Linked DNA regions of Mus musculus: region 1 is linked to region 2. A link is a contact called in public Hi-C data. All regions are on one chromosome and are shown on one strand. The core of a region is the stretch at or near the end of the contact, and the rest is flanking DNA. Distances in the headings are between cores, read along the strand shown. Region 1 has its middle 37 kb from the start of n-TKctt4. Region 2 has its middle 17 kb from the start of Izumo1r.

Region 1 (7,259 bases), core at 1,659-4,158, 110 kb before region 2:
TCTTGAATCTCACAAGAATCAAGGGTATGGTTGATAATTAAAGTAGATTAAATAGAAACATTAAGCCCAGAACCAGCATTCACCAAGCACTCGGGAGCTGTTGTATAAAATATTTGATTTGACAACTAGAAGAACTCAAGTTATGGGTGCACAATGGAAAATGTCTCATGACCAGCAGAAAAGGGTTCAGTTTGGGTTTTAACACTAGAAAATCTGGTTTGGAATCTTCTCTCTAATACCTGAATTGGCCTTAGGAATCAACCTCTCTGTTTTTCAGGGTTGTTGTTGTGAGATGTTATATCTGACACTCAGTGGGAACTCATCAGATAGGAGCAGTATGTTTGTTTGTTTATTTGTTTGTGTAAGGAAAGGGCATCAGATAGTCCAGACTAGTTTCAAACTTACTGTGCAGCTAAAGATGACCTTGAACTACACAGGGATCACTGGCCTGGAGCACCATTCCGGGTTTATGCGATGCTAAGCAGCAGATTTAGGGTACTGTGCATACTAGACGAGTGCTTTACTGAGCTGCATTCCCAGAAAGTAGCTTCCTGTTGGCCTCAGAAATAACTGTAAATGCAAAGAAAGGTCTTTGAAGGGTGGGAAGTCCATCTTCAGGACGAACCCTGGAAGGGGCAGTTGCTAAGAGAGACCTTTACTCCTTAGAAGCCCGTGGCTCTGCTGTCCTCGGGGCTCTAGCTCCCAGCCCTGCACAGGTGGAAACAAAGATTGGGCAGATGGGTGAGGGTGGTGTGGGTATTGTCAAAGCGACCCAGGAATAGTCTTGACTCAGAGAACCCCAGAGAATAAACCAGATGGGCATGAACCTCCCCCAGCCTGAGATGGAATGGTGAAGGAGCTGGGGGATGGGAAAGCCCACCCTCCAGGGCTTGCACACCGCTGCCTGGATGATGCAGAGACCCTGTGCCTGGCCTTTATTATGCAGGATCCAGGCTTAGGGCCCCTGGCATCCTTCCCTGCCTGGTGACTTGGCCAAGTGGTGGCTGCCCAGATAATCTTACTTTATTTCTAATTTAGAAGGATGAGGCAAAGATGACATATTCACTGCAAAAATAATTTTTTAAAAGGCGAAAGGAAATTCAGAGAATACCAGAATAAATGGAGCGCTGAGGCCCTCTCTGTTCTTTGCTGCTTCTGCTCCACTTAGGCACAGAGATGATGTGACTGCCCGGCTTCCTGGTCACATGGTTTTCTCTTCTCCATCCTAAGTGGATACTCCAGACACCTGCCTTGCTTGGCTCTGAATGACTTAAGTCTGAACTACTTAGGAAGGGAGAGAGTGTCAGAATGCTCTATGCACATATTACAGGACATTTTCTACCAGGGTGCAGCACTCCGGGACTGAGGGGCGCGAGAGGAGGACAGGAAGGAGGGAGGAAAAAGGCAAAGATTGAAGAAGAAAGGAGAGAGGTGAGGAGGAAGAAATGAAAGGAGGAAGGAAGAGAGGAAGGGAGGAAAAGGAAAAGATCATGAGATCAGTCAGGAAGCCAGACTGTAATTCAGGAGTCAGGCTGAGCTTTTCTGACAATTCACTCTGGTGAGAAACAACACAGAGGCCCCACAAGTCTAGCTGGTCCCTGTACAGGGCAGCACCCAAGTGACCTAAGAGTTTCCCACCAGACCCACATAGAAAGCCAGCCCAGCGCAGGGAACAGGCCCCACAAATGATGCCACTGAGCCACTGTCTGCTCATCTACCCATGGACATCTTTCCAGTCCTGGAAAGTCCAGACGCCTACGGCACCCAACATAGCCTGTGACATCTAGAGACCTGGGAAAGGTCACACCAAAGGCTCCAGGGAAGCTTTGGGAGAAGCTGTGAGGGTCAAGTTTGAGTCCCACTCCACCACAGTGAGTCGCAATCCTTGGGTGGCCTCCACCTGCCCAGGAAGGTGTCTTGTCCCCACTTTCCATTGAAAGAATGGAAGAAAAGTGCAAATGACACAAGGCTTGCTGGCTTGGCTAAGAATCCATGCTTCCAACTGCCTGGCTTGCACAAAGTGCTGGAGAGTAAAGGCCTCAGGCTCATCCTCTGATTTGTGAAGGACACGTCTGTAGTGAGCCCTAGAAAAGGCATGTTTGGCCATTCTGCATGTGCTTCTGATGAGTGAGGAGTCTGGAGGAGCCATGCTCATCTGCCTTGGGTATAATCGCCAGCATGTGCTGGGCCTTTATAGTACCACTAGCAAGGGCCATGGACCCTAGAGCTAATGGCACGAGAGCTGCCTCTATGGCTGGTATGACCACAGGAAATGGCTGAACACTCATGTTCAGGGACAGAGGACAAGCTTGCCTTTCCTGCTGAGAGTTGGTGCAGCCTCTTCAGAGCTGCCTAATGCTTTATCCTACAGTTTAATCTTGATGTTTTATCTATGTTACATCACCATTTGTTGGAGAACACTCAGTTCTGTTCCATCTTTGTAAGAGCTGATGACAAAGAGTGTGGAAAGTAATGATGCTGTGTGATTAAAACATCTTATATGGTCAAGGACAGAGGGAAATGAGGCTTCGTCTCCCATAAGCTTCCCCAGACTCACCACTCTCAGCAGACTCATATTTATACCACAATTTAAGCAAAAGTATGCTCTCTCTATAAATTCAGTTTTATAACAAACCTTCTACACATGCTTAACTGACTACAGATGTTCCAGATCCATCCAAAAATATTCAGAGGCTCCCAGGGTTCTGTTAAGATAGACACAATAGGCCAGCCTACAATGGCTGTGCTGTGAGGTGGGTGGCAGCTGAGAAGGCTGTCTGCCTATCTGAATCACACTCAACTTTGGCCTCTTAAGGAGTGAATTCGTCACAGGTAAGTAGCCATATCTATACCACATCAGTGATGCACCCTGGGTCACTTTCATCTTTGAATGACTCCTGTACCCTCTGCCTACTGCTCTACTTCTCTGATGAGCTCAGCTGCAACCCTGGGCTGAGGTCCCAAGTGATGCTCTGTAACTCCTTGTTGATTTACTGATTGATTCTGTTACTATGGAAGCCATCAGACATGGGCTCACATCTTGGTGAGCCACCACAACAGACCCATATTGACTGAATGACTAAGCCCTCAGAACAATCTAGGGTACTGCTTCATTCACTGGTAGCTTAGAGACACTGGTATCTCTCTGTTTATTGGGATAAGTTCTTTATAGTTCATTTCTTTCAGTCCTTTGACCCAAGATATCATCCACATTCATCACAGATTATCACTACATCTTCAGCAACATTTCTGAATCACTCAACCATTCGCCTGTTCACACCCACACTTATGTGCATAATCATTTCTTCATTAGGCAGTGTCTAAATGTTACAATGTCCCAAGGACAATGTTATCATGTAGGAATATAAAGATGAATAAAACAGTTCTCTCTCTCTCTCTCTCTCTCTCTCTCTCTCTCTCTCTCCATGTGATAATAAGCAAGAAAATGGCTGTCCAAAAGTCAGAAATTGGATCCTCAGAAGGCACCACTCAGTGTCTCCTGGTGCTTTGATTTTTAAATTTCCAGCATCTGGGCTGAGAAAAATAAATGCTTGCTGGTTACAACCTGAACAAAATAGGTAAGCACACAGATGCAGAATAAAACACCATCACATAACAACAATAAAATATGTATGTGCCAATAATAGGAGATTCCTTTTCATAGCAAAGAATACCTTCAAGCTTAAAAAAAAAAATTCAATTCTAGCCCCTCCACTCCTTTGTCCCAAGGTGGCATGGATGGAAAAGTGATATCCTCCCCCGACTCAACCTTTCTACCTGTGCTAGTTGGGAGAGCTGGCCCCAAGGCCATGAGGCCAGGAGATCTAGCCCTGCCCCTCATTGGCTATAGAACTCAGGAGAGCAGGCCCTGCACCTTGCCTGAGCAACACAGTGGAGCTGGCACCAAGGGCAAAGACACTGGTGAGCCAGCCCCAGGGATGTGACAGTGGGAGAGCTGGCCCAGCCCTTTGCTGGCTACACCACTTGGGGAAGTAAGTCCCAGTGCCATGACTGGGCAGCACAGTGGAGCTGGCTCTGAAGGCATGGGTGTGAGTGAGCCAGCCCAGGGGTCATAAGAACAGGATTCTGCCAATGGAGGCATTGCTAGAGAGCTCGCCCTAGTTGTGCAGATATGAAAGAGTTGGCAGACTGACCAGGTCTGCTATCACCGGGCCCAGAGATGGGCTCAGAGATGCCCACCTCAAAACCTACATCATCTAGGAATGGTTGGGACTTGTGAAAGGGCCAGTTCTGCTGTTCCAAAGCTGCAGGATCTCCATAACACAGGGCCACAACATGGTGTCACAGAAGCCAGAGATCTAGAACCAGACCAATGACTCATTACAATGAACATTCATAAGTGAAGATGTGTGGACAGAAGGGTATATTCTACAATGAGATGTTTTCTATGTCTCTCTGTCTCTCTGTCTCTGTCTCTCTGTCTCTGTCTCTCTCTCTCTCTCTCTCTCTCTCTCTCTGTGTGTGTGTGTGTGTTTGTGTGTTATTGTGGGGGAGGGTTGCAAAGGAAAAGAGTAGATATGAAGGGATGGGGAGATGAGTGGGACTGGGGTGTATGATATGAAACTCACAAGGAATCAATAAAAAGTTTTTAAAACATATAATTCTAATCTAATCCTCTTACTTAAAAACAAAAAAACAAGGAGGTGTTGGGCAAAGAGCTAGCTTTTTCTTAGGTGGCCTATGTATGTGAGGATATGGCCTGGCCCCAAAAGACCAGTGGTTGGAGCCACATTCCAGCCTGTATGCACCATTCTGCTTTTCCAAAGTCCTGTCTTCAAGACTTTAATTTCCCCAGAGACCCACTGAAATTAAAAGGCAAGGGCCAGATTGATAGCTTAATTAGCCCAGGATCCCATATTTAAAGAAACACTCCTGGGGACTGACATTTTCACTTGTGTGAGACAGATAACTGGAACTGACATAGGGGGAGAGGAATGGGCTCAGGTAATGGACACCTGACTGACATAGGATCACAATGCATACTTATAGAAAGCTGAGCCAGCTGTATCTCCATGCGTTGGGATTGGGGACAGTGTTAGGGCTAGATTAACTTGCATTCTCAGGTCTTCTGCCATTAAAGGAAGCCAAAGTCACTCAGTAAGTAGAATGGGGATTTGGTCCAGGTGTACTGAGAAGATCCATTGACTAACCCACATACATCAGAGAGGCTAGGGCATGAAACCTGCATGTGAGAATCATATTGCTTCCAGTAGTGATAAAAGAAACTTGGGTCACAGATGCTCAACACAAATCGCCTGTGAGTATTTTCATTAAAAGTGTTATATACAGAGAATTACTTAAAAGAATGGCTTTGGTAAAAATATGGTAGAATGGGGGAATTTTACTGCCTGTACCTGGTCTCCATGTCACAACAACCCATGACCATTAATAGCTCTGCAGAATCTGGAAGACCAGCAGAGATGCTCTGGCACACCATTGCATCATGCTGCTCAACAGACTTATTCCTTCTCACCTCACCAGACTACCCAGAACTCAGAGGCCAGAAGCAAGGAAACGAGGCTGCAGATCTGAATTACTTCCCATAATCCACCAAAAATAAAGGTGGGTAGGACCTCTCACCTGTGTTTTCCCCCTCAAAAATGACCTATAGATACCATAGAAGTACCTGGCATCTCTAGATACTGTAAGTATCCGGCACACTTCACCTTCTCTTCAGGGATGATTAATCCTGACAGTCAACTGGAGGAAATATAGAAGCAACCAAGAGAAATGCTTCTGAGTGGCTCTGAGGACATTTTCAGGAAAGCATCACAGAGGGGATGGGTCATCACCCACCCGCAGACTGGGCAGCACTTCTGGGAGGTGGGAGGTGGCCTATAAACAAAGAGGACTTAGGGATAATCTGTGCTGCTTGCCCTTGCTTCTTACTGGTGAGTGCACCTTATCCTGTGGTGACATTAGACTCCAGTTTCTTCAGCCTTCCAATGTAGACTGAAGGACAGCTGCTCTCCAGGACTCCTCCAGGCCTTCAGCACTAGATTGGTACTATGAAGACATTCAGCTTTGTGGACTGATCAGCTACTGGGTTACCACCAGTCTCTCCAGTATTTAGATAGCTGTTGTTGAACTGCCCAGCCCCATCTTGTAAGACATTCTAGTAAGTTCCATCTTAGGATAAATGGACATTCTGCTGCTGCTGTTATTCCCAGGCCGTCTCCTCAAATGGACCCTGTCATGCTGAGTGCGTCTTAGAGTGGCTGAAGTCAGGGAAATGGTCACAAAATTGAGCATTTCAAAGCCATCATCCTGAGAGGACCAAATGAGGGGCTTTCTGTACTTTGCTTGGCTTTGTGGGATCACGGGACACACAAACATAATTTCCTTCCAAGAAAAAATATGCAGTGTGGACCAGGCACATCCATTAAAAGGGTTGGAGAAAACCTCAGAATGGTTACTTAGCTGAGATGATTGGTGTGTTCTGCTATTGAAGACAGTCAGTAAAGAGTAAAAGGAGGGGCTGGAGAGATGGCTCAGTAGTTAAGAGCACTGACTGCTCTTCCAGAGGTCCTGAGTTCAAGTCCCAGCAACCACATTGTGGTTCACAACCATCTGTAATGGGATCTGACGTCCTCTTCTGGTGTGTCTGAAGAGAGTGGCAGTGTACTCATATACAGAAAACAAGTAAATAAATCTTTAAGAGAGAGAGAGAGAGAGAGAGAGAGAGAGAGAGAGAGGATGCAAGTATTTCTTCAACTGTGTAGACACTAACATGAAGAACCATCAACAGAACTGACATTACCAAAATGACATAACACCATGAGAGCTAATGGGCAACAGACGACAAACTCAGAACAACTGCTCTCAGACAGCTCAGCAGGCTGCACGAGAACACAGGGAGATGGTGCAAGCTCATGTCACAGATCCGGAAGTAGAAGTGGCTGGGGCCAGGGCCAGGCTGTGCAACCTCAGGGCTGATCCCCACAGTCCAGTGTACTTCAGCCACTCTCCTAAACCACGTGCCTTCAAATGGAAGCTTACGGGAATATTGACAGGTACGTAGGTAGATGGAGCAACACCCTCAGGTAATGTTTGAGCAAAAGTAAAGAAAGGTCCAACAAAGGGTTAAACAAATCCTGGAGGTGAAGAATAGACAGCATTATCTTAGCTAGGGTTCCTATTGCTATGACAAAACACCATGACCAAAAGCAAGCTGAGAAGGAAAGGGTTTGATTTAGGTTTCCAAGTCACTGTTCATCCCTGAAGGAAGTCAGAATAGG
Region 2 (6,847 bases), core at 4,219-6,718:
GGGTTTTTAATGGCCTTGGTGGTAGAAATGACACTTCCTGCAATTATACAGAGAAAGAAAAGATGGCTCAAGTCAGAGGTGACAGAGCCTCCCAAAGTCCCACGGGATGCTGATATCGCCATGGATATCTAACTTCCAAAATGCAGGCTGATGTTTTATATCAAGATGCGCTGAATGAAATATCTGTCTCCTCCTTAGCTTGAAGCCTGCCGTAGAGATCCTAAAAACTCTTGGAATTTCCTGATGAATGCTTTCTTCGTGCTTTAAAGTGGTTACTGGTAGCTCCCAAGCTAGTGTTAGGATGGGGCATGAGAAGGTCCAGCCAGAGGCTCTAAGGAGGAAAGGGCCTACAGGAACTCAGTGGTAAATACAGTGGTTTAAACCATCATGCCCACCAAGCAAGCAGACTGAAGTCCTCATGGCTGGTTTCATACTGCAGCTCAGTGCGGCTTTCCGGCCTGCGAATAGGTTGATGTGCCAGGCCGGTGCCAACCTGACTCCCAAGGGAAGGACACAGAAACTATGTTTCTCTCTTCCACCTCATACTGTGCATACCTGTTATAATAAAGCCATGTATTGGGCTGGGGAGATAACTCAGTCAGTAAAATGTTTACCTTCCAAGTGTGAGAACCTGAGTTTAATCCCCAAAACCCCCATTTTAAAGGCTGGGCATGGTAGCGCACATTTGCAATCCCAGCACTGGGGAGGTAGGTCCCTGGGGTGCATGACAAGTCTAGCCAAGAGGAAGGAAGACTCTGTCTCAAACAAACAGTAAAAGAGAGCAAGGTGGATGGCTCCTGAGGAACATCACTGAAGTTGTCCTCTGACCTAGGCACACACAATGTACGCACACACATATACCTTCATACGATTCACACGTATGCATACACAAAGAAACACATACATGTGGGCACATGTGTGCTCACACACTTGCACATACAAAAGCATATCGAGTAACTGAAGGGCCTTCTTGAGTTCTCTGTGATGTTTTTATCAAGCTGTCCAACCCTGAAACTGTGAACAGGCAGGCAATCATGGGTGTGCGCAGGCAGACTGGGGGCCACTGGAACTGGCATCATGTGTCTGAAGCCAGGGTGACCCTCTCCAGGGAGTTCACGTGCAGTAAGCTGCAACTTTACAGAAGGGTGCAAGGTGCCAAGCCAGGCCTCCAGGCCTCAGAGGCCTTCCACTGCCAGGATAGGATAACCCTCTCTCCTCTCCATGCTTGTCACACACGTAGCAAGTACTCATATCTCTTAACTTCCCAGAACTGAATTATCAGCTCTTTGAGGAAAACGATTGCACCTAACAGTTTTCCTGCCTTTTCCTGCCACTGTTCTTGGCCAATGTAAGTACCTGTGTTTAATGCATTAATAGCTAAATGGCTGACTGCCCCGTGCTTAGCACTCAAACTGCGATTTCAGCCTGGTGCCTTCTGTCTTCCCTATTTCCTGCACAAACAGAGTAATTGCTCCACACAAGCACCACTCTCTCCCAGGTGCGCTCTGTACTCTGCTGAAGAGCAGAGCTGCCCACTGCATGGGAGATTAACTCGTTCATGCCCATCAGCCCTGTGCCTAAGGAGAAATGATGTATTAGACAGGACTCGTTCAGCTGAATGGCTGAACTTCACAGGCTGGGGCATGTCTCGGGAAGGAACTGTTCCCTGCAAAGTCTTCCAGTGCTTTCTGTCTGCTTTTCAGAAAATGGATCAGTGCGTTAGTGATTTGAATCTCTGGATCTTTGCACATGTTTGCAGATGGAAAAAGACCCATCTCAAATGTGGACAGCACTATGCCATGCCATGAGATCTTGGAATGAAGTAAAATGAGTAGAGGGTGCTGAGGGTCACGTCTGGGTCTCTGGCTCTGCAGCAGCAGGGGACTGTGCTGATGTCCAAGGCCCATATTACCACCAAAGACCATATAGACATCCCTGGTCTGTGCTGCCACCTGGGGCCATGTTGACCTCTGAGGGCTACATAGAGCTACCCACGCCCCTCGCCAGCTGCAGTTCTCTGGAGAGCAGTCCTGTACCTTGCTTGGGCAGCACAGTAGAGCTGGCCCTGGTGGCGGAGATGCAGGGGAACTGGTCTAGAGGGCATGAGAATGGAGGAGCTAACCCTGCCTCTTGCCTAGGCAGTGTGTAAGAGCTGGCCCTGAGGGTGTGAACACAGGAGAGCCACTTGCCGTCTGCCTCAGACATGAGAGATAACCTTACCTGTTGCCTGGGCAAAATGGGAGAGCTGTCTCTGGTGGCACAGGCATGGGGAAGCTGGCAGGCTGCCAACTCAGCTATCACCCAAGCCTAGATCCAGTTGACACCCTGCTTCAAAAAGCCACACACACACACACACACACACACACACACACACACACACACATCTATCAGCAATGGGTAAAGGAGCACGCCAGATGACTCCTCTAGGACTTCTACCTTTGCTCTGGACCTGGTCAGATGTGTGAACAGCCTCACACTCCTGAAGTCAACCAAGGGCTGCTCTAGCTGTACACTTTCCCCATCGTGTGAACTGCTCCCTCAAACCATGAGCTAAGCTAAAGCCTTTCTAAGTTGCTTTCTGCTGTGGATTTGGACACAGCAAGAATAGTAACTAAAACCGTTTCTAGCCTGCACTGTGAGGATGAGATCCTGATCCAACCCTTAAAACCTCGGTGGTAAGGAAGAAGAAATCATGGTTTGGCGGGGAAGGGAAGGGGGAACCCAGAACACTTAGGGGATTGAAGTCAACCATCTGCCATAGTGGAATCAAAGACAGGGCATGCCAAGGCTCTCGTAGGTAATGGAACAGTCCAAGAGGTCCAATAAGGGCCTTTGGGGTCTGGCTTTGAATTATCTCAATGCAGCCTGGTAAGCCAATGGGAGGCTGCAAGACCTGCACAGGAAGGCAAGTTTGAGCACCACCAATTACCGGGTGAAACAATGAGATTCCATGGGTACAAACTGAGGGGGACACTCATGCTCAGATTTGTGTGAGTGCCTCTTTACAATACCAACCTGCTCATCTACCAGCTGCACCACAGTACGGCCCTGGTGGAGCGTATGAACCAGTGCAGGACTCTTGATTGTCTGCGTGGGAGCCAACATATTAGTAAGAGCCTCCAGCTAGAGACTCTGCAAAGTACCTAACACATAGCCTTATGCAGAAACTCTCCTCTCCTGCAGTCAGCAGGGCATACTTTTACTGCTCAGGATGGGATTCTTGGCAGGCCTTGGCCAGAATGGGAGGTAGAAAGGGGTGAGTAGGACTCCCACATGGGAACTTTTGCTTCTGACATGGGAAGGATTTTATCAAAACTGATCTTGGCTCCTCAGCATGTGGCCAAGAGGTGGGATTTGAACTTAGCATTTTGAGCCATCAAGTCAAGGATGGTGTCCTTCCATGCCCACTGCATCTTGGGTCAGAGTCTAAGCTTGACAACACTAGCATGCTCTGCAGGCGTGAACTTAACCCCTAATTGTTTTGGCTTCTCTCTAAACCCACAAGTCATAAGTTAGAACAAAAGCCACTCAAGAATTCCCAAAGAGCATGATGTCTGAGAAGAAGCCACCAAGGCTTGTGAAAAACCGTTGTGTTTTGAGTGTGAAATGCTTGTCTCCTAACTGGTGATACTGTTTTAGAAAGTTTGTGGAACCTTTTGGAAGCAGGGCCAAGTTGGAGGAAGTGTGGAGGGGCTGGGGCCTATAGCCACACCCATGTGCTGTCTGCTCTCTTCTTTCTGACTGTTGATACAATGTAACCAGCCATCTCAACCTTCTGAGACTGTTGAATGTTTTGCTCCTGTACCATGCCTCCTTCACCAAGATGGACTCTGCCTTCTCAAGTCATGAGCCCAAATAAACCCTTACTTCATTAAGCTGCTTCTTGTCTGGTGTTGGGTCACAATAACGAAGCCAAATAACCAATGTCGAGCAGAGGTGTGTGTGTGTGGGGGGGGGGGGGGAGGAGGGTAACAGTGCTAGGCACAGCTGGCTTCTTTAATGTTTACTCACTTTCTTTTCTGAACAAAGTCAAGGGTCTTCTATCAATGAGACTACCGTTTATAGAACTACCACTGCCATAATGCAAGCACTTCATCAGCTCTATTTGATCCTTCAGCAACCCTGGATTGCAGATAATGACACTGGGACTCAGAGAACACCATTTGGTTGCATATAGGCTGGAACAGGCTGAGACAGAGTTGAGCCTCCTGTTATCTGGCCCTACCAGAGCTAGGATACCCACCCCTGCAACCTCCTGCCTTTCTTAGCTTCTGAGACACAGGAAGCAACCAGCCTTTGCCTCTCCACTGAGTCCTCCTTCCCAGAAGAGCACCTCCAAGGACAGAGAGTGCTCCTCCAAGGGCAGAGAGTGCTCCTCCAAGGACAAAGAGTATTTAGTCTCCCTGAGGAAGCAGTTCCAGCTTTATCCCACACTGTTCTAAAAAGATCTCCTTTCTGAAGAACACAATTGCTTCTTGCTATAATTTCAATTCATTGTTTCCTATTGAGTTTAGTTGGAAAAGATTAAAGAAATGAAATAAAGTGTTATTTTAAATCTTTACATCTCCATCTTCATCAAAAGCAGCTCCCCTTTTCTCTCAATTCTTTGGCAACAGAAACTCACTGTTCACCTCCAAGATAAATTTACAATTATTATAAATAATGTATATTTTTGAGTAACACAAATTATTCATTGCCCAAAAATCATTTTCCCTCACAGAAAATTTGTGAAAAGTGGTCTCATGCTTTCCTGGTGGCTGGCTCCCTGTGTGTATGATTTTTGTATTCCTGCATTTTCCCCCCACATGCTATGGTTTGAAGGTGACATCACAGTCCATGCCCTTCAGATATTTCTAGTGCTGGGTGGATCTAGAGCCAACTACTCATAAATGAATTTTCATTATGAATTTTTCATTATTTTACCTTCAAAGGAAGGAAAAACACACTGCCCTGTCTCTCTGACATGAGACAGTAGATCCTTGACATTTGTGAATGCTACTCCAAAGCCTTTGACAAACCTCCACACTGCCCCCTGGTTGCCCTCCAAATCATACTTCCTCAAAAGGCATACTTCCTGTATGCAACTTAATTTTTATTTCTTTTTGATTATTTTTTCTCCTTAAAATGTGCATTGAAGCTGAATGAGAACTCAGTAGTGATCCCATCAAATCTCTCATGACTTCTTTCTGCCTAGATTGAATGCCTTGTCAACATTACAAGTTAGAGACCTTAGTGGCATTCCCCATTTTAAGTCAGGCTGGCCAACCATACACTGGCTTCTTCTTGGAAGTCAGCATAGAAGCCATTTGCACATAATTTCAAAGCACGTGATGGAAACATGCTGAACAGAAGGGAAACATTCAACAAATTGTTTATAAGCACATTGCTTTCAGCTGAGTTATGACACTCACAACTTCATTTGTTGCAGTCCTCACTTCCAGGGTGACTGTTGGGTGATGAGGCTTTAGGGACATAGTTATTTTGAATGAAGTCATGAGGTAAGCCATAAATAGGAAGGGCTAGTGTCCTCATAGGAGGAGATGCAGTCTCATTCAAGAAAGGTCACGTGAGGACGAAAGTACTGAAAGCCAGGAAGAGAGGCCTCATCAGACATCAGCTCTGACAGCTTCCACTGAGACTTCCGGCCTCGCCTGAGCTGTTTGGTGTTGTGTCAGCCAGAGCAGGCTACTTGAACATCACTTACAAAGACCATTTAACCCCCCCCAAAAAAAGTGGGAAGTGAAGAAAGTTTGAGAAACAGGTTAAAAAACAAAAACAAAAATAAACAAAAAACCGAGGACGTTGAGGAAGAGCCATTAGTAAGCTTAGGTTTATATATAGGTTTTTAGATGTTCTTTTCCAGAGTAATTTTAGATTATAGGAAAATATAAAGATCCTTCATGCCTCAACTGTACCCACACATGCACAGACTCCAACACCATCAGCATCCCAGTCTATACAGTTCTTTTGCCTGAGTTGATGAGCCTGCATAGACATGCCATCCCCTCCTTAAGACCATAGCTTTCACTAGGCTTTATTCTTGGTCTACATTCTATGGGTTTGAACCATATATATAATATATATGTACTGCTATAGTATCATGTGGAATAGCTTCACTGCCGTAAAAGCCCATTTCCTTTTATACCTTCCTAACTAACAATGCATATAAACCACTGATCTTTTTACAGACTCCATAGCTAGACCTATTTCAGAATGTCAAATTCTTGAAGTCATACTGTTTGACCTTTCCAGGTTTCTCTCTTTCATGCAATGATATCCATTAAATTTTCCTCCATGTCTTTTCCTCTTTTAAAAAATTATTACTTTATTTTATGTATGGCCTGGCTGTATTTGTGAGTACCATGTGTGCACATGACCCGTGGGTCTCAGTGTCCTCAAGAACTGCAGTTACTGGTTGTAAGCTGCCAAGTGGATGCTGGAAATGGAACCAGTGTCCTCTGCAAAAGCAGCCAGTATTCTCAAGCACTGGGTCACCTCTCCAGACCCATTCCATGACCTTTTCTGGCTTAGCAACTCATTTCTTTTCATCACTGAATAATATTCCACCATCGCACATGGATGTGCCCCATTTCTCCACTAGTCACCCCGTGAAAGACCTCTCCCCATCATTGCCAATCATGAATACATTTTCATAAACTTCATTTGCATGTTTCTGTAGAAACAAAATGCAAATCTTCTGGGTAAATGCCAGGGAGTCCAATTGCTGGACTGAGTGGTAAGGGAATGTTTGCTTTTATAATAAACTGTTAAAGCATTGTGCTGTCCTGATGCAGAGAGGGAGAGCCCTGCTTAGTACCCTCCTCTGATTTTATAGTTAGGACTTTGG

What was found. Hi-C and Micro-C count contacts between places; a contact is called where the count stands out from the background.
Region 1: a contact with region 2 is called in a Hi-C map of CD8 T cells, with 2.4 times the contacts expected there. The contact joins two enhancer-like sites. A contact is called at or near these places in 17 of 39 promoter capture datasets (the 3T3-L1 cell line, 3T3-L1-derived adipocytes, the C10 cell line and 11 more), 15 of 484 Hi-C or Micro-C datasets (the 63-12 cell line, CD4 T cells, CD8 T cells and 8 more), 1 of 115 datasets of contacts at active chromatin or transcription factors (the HPC-7 cell line) and 1 of 9 other capture datasets (embryonic stem cells).

The regions. Positions count from the first base shown.
Region 1 is chr9:14,991,395-14,998,653 of GRCm38.p6, reverse strand. No RefSeq gene overlaps it. Among named protein-coding and RNA genes, the nearest start is that of n-TKctt4, 37 kb to the right of the region's middle. Within about 2 kb of position 2,908, at least 11 of the 459 cell types and tissues checked have an H3K27ac peak or open chromatin away from gene starts, as enhancers often do. A contact at or near this core is called in CD8 T cells and regulatory T cells, where this site is marked.
Region 2 is chr9:14,883,527-14,890,373 of GRCm38.p6, reverse strand. It overlaps a transcript of Izumo1r not described here. Among named protein-coding and RNA genes, the nearest start is that of Izumo1r, 17 kb to the left of the region's middle. Within about 2 kb of position 5,468, at least 30 of the 459 cell types and tissues checked have an H3K27ac peak or open chromatin away from gene starts, as enhancers often do. A contact at or near this core is called in CD8 T cells and regulatory T cells, where this site is marked.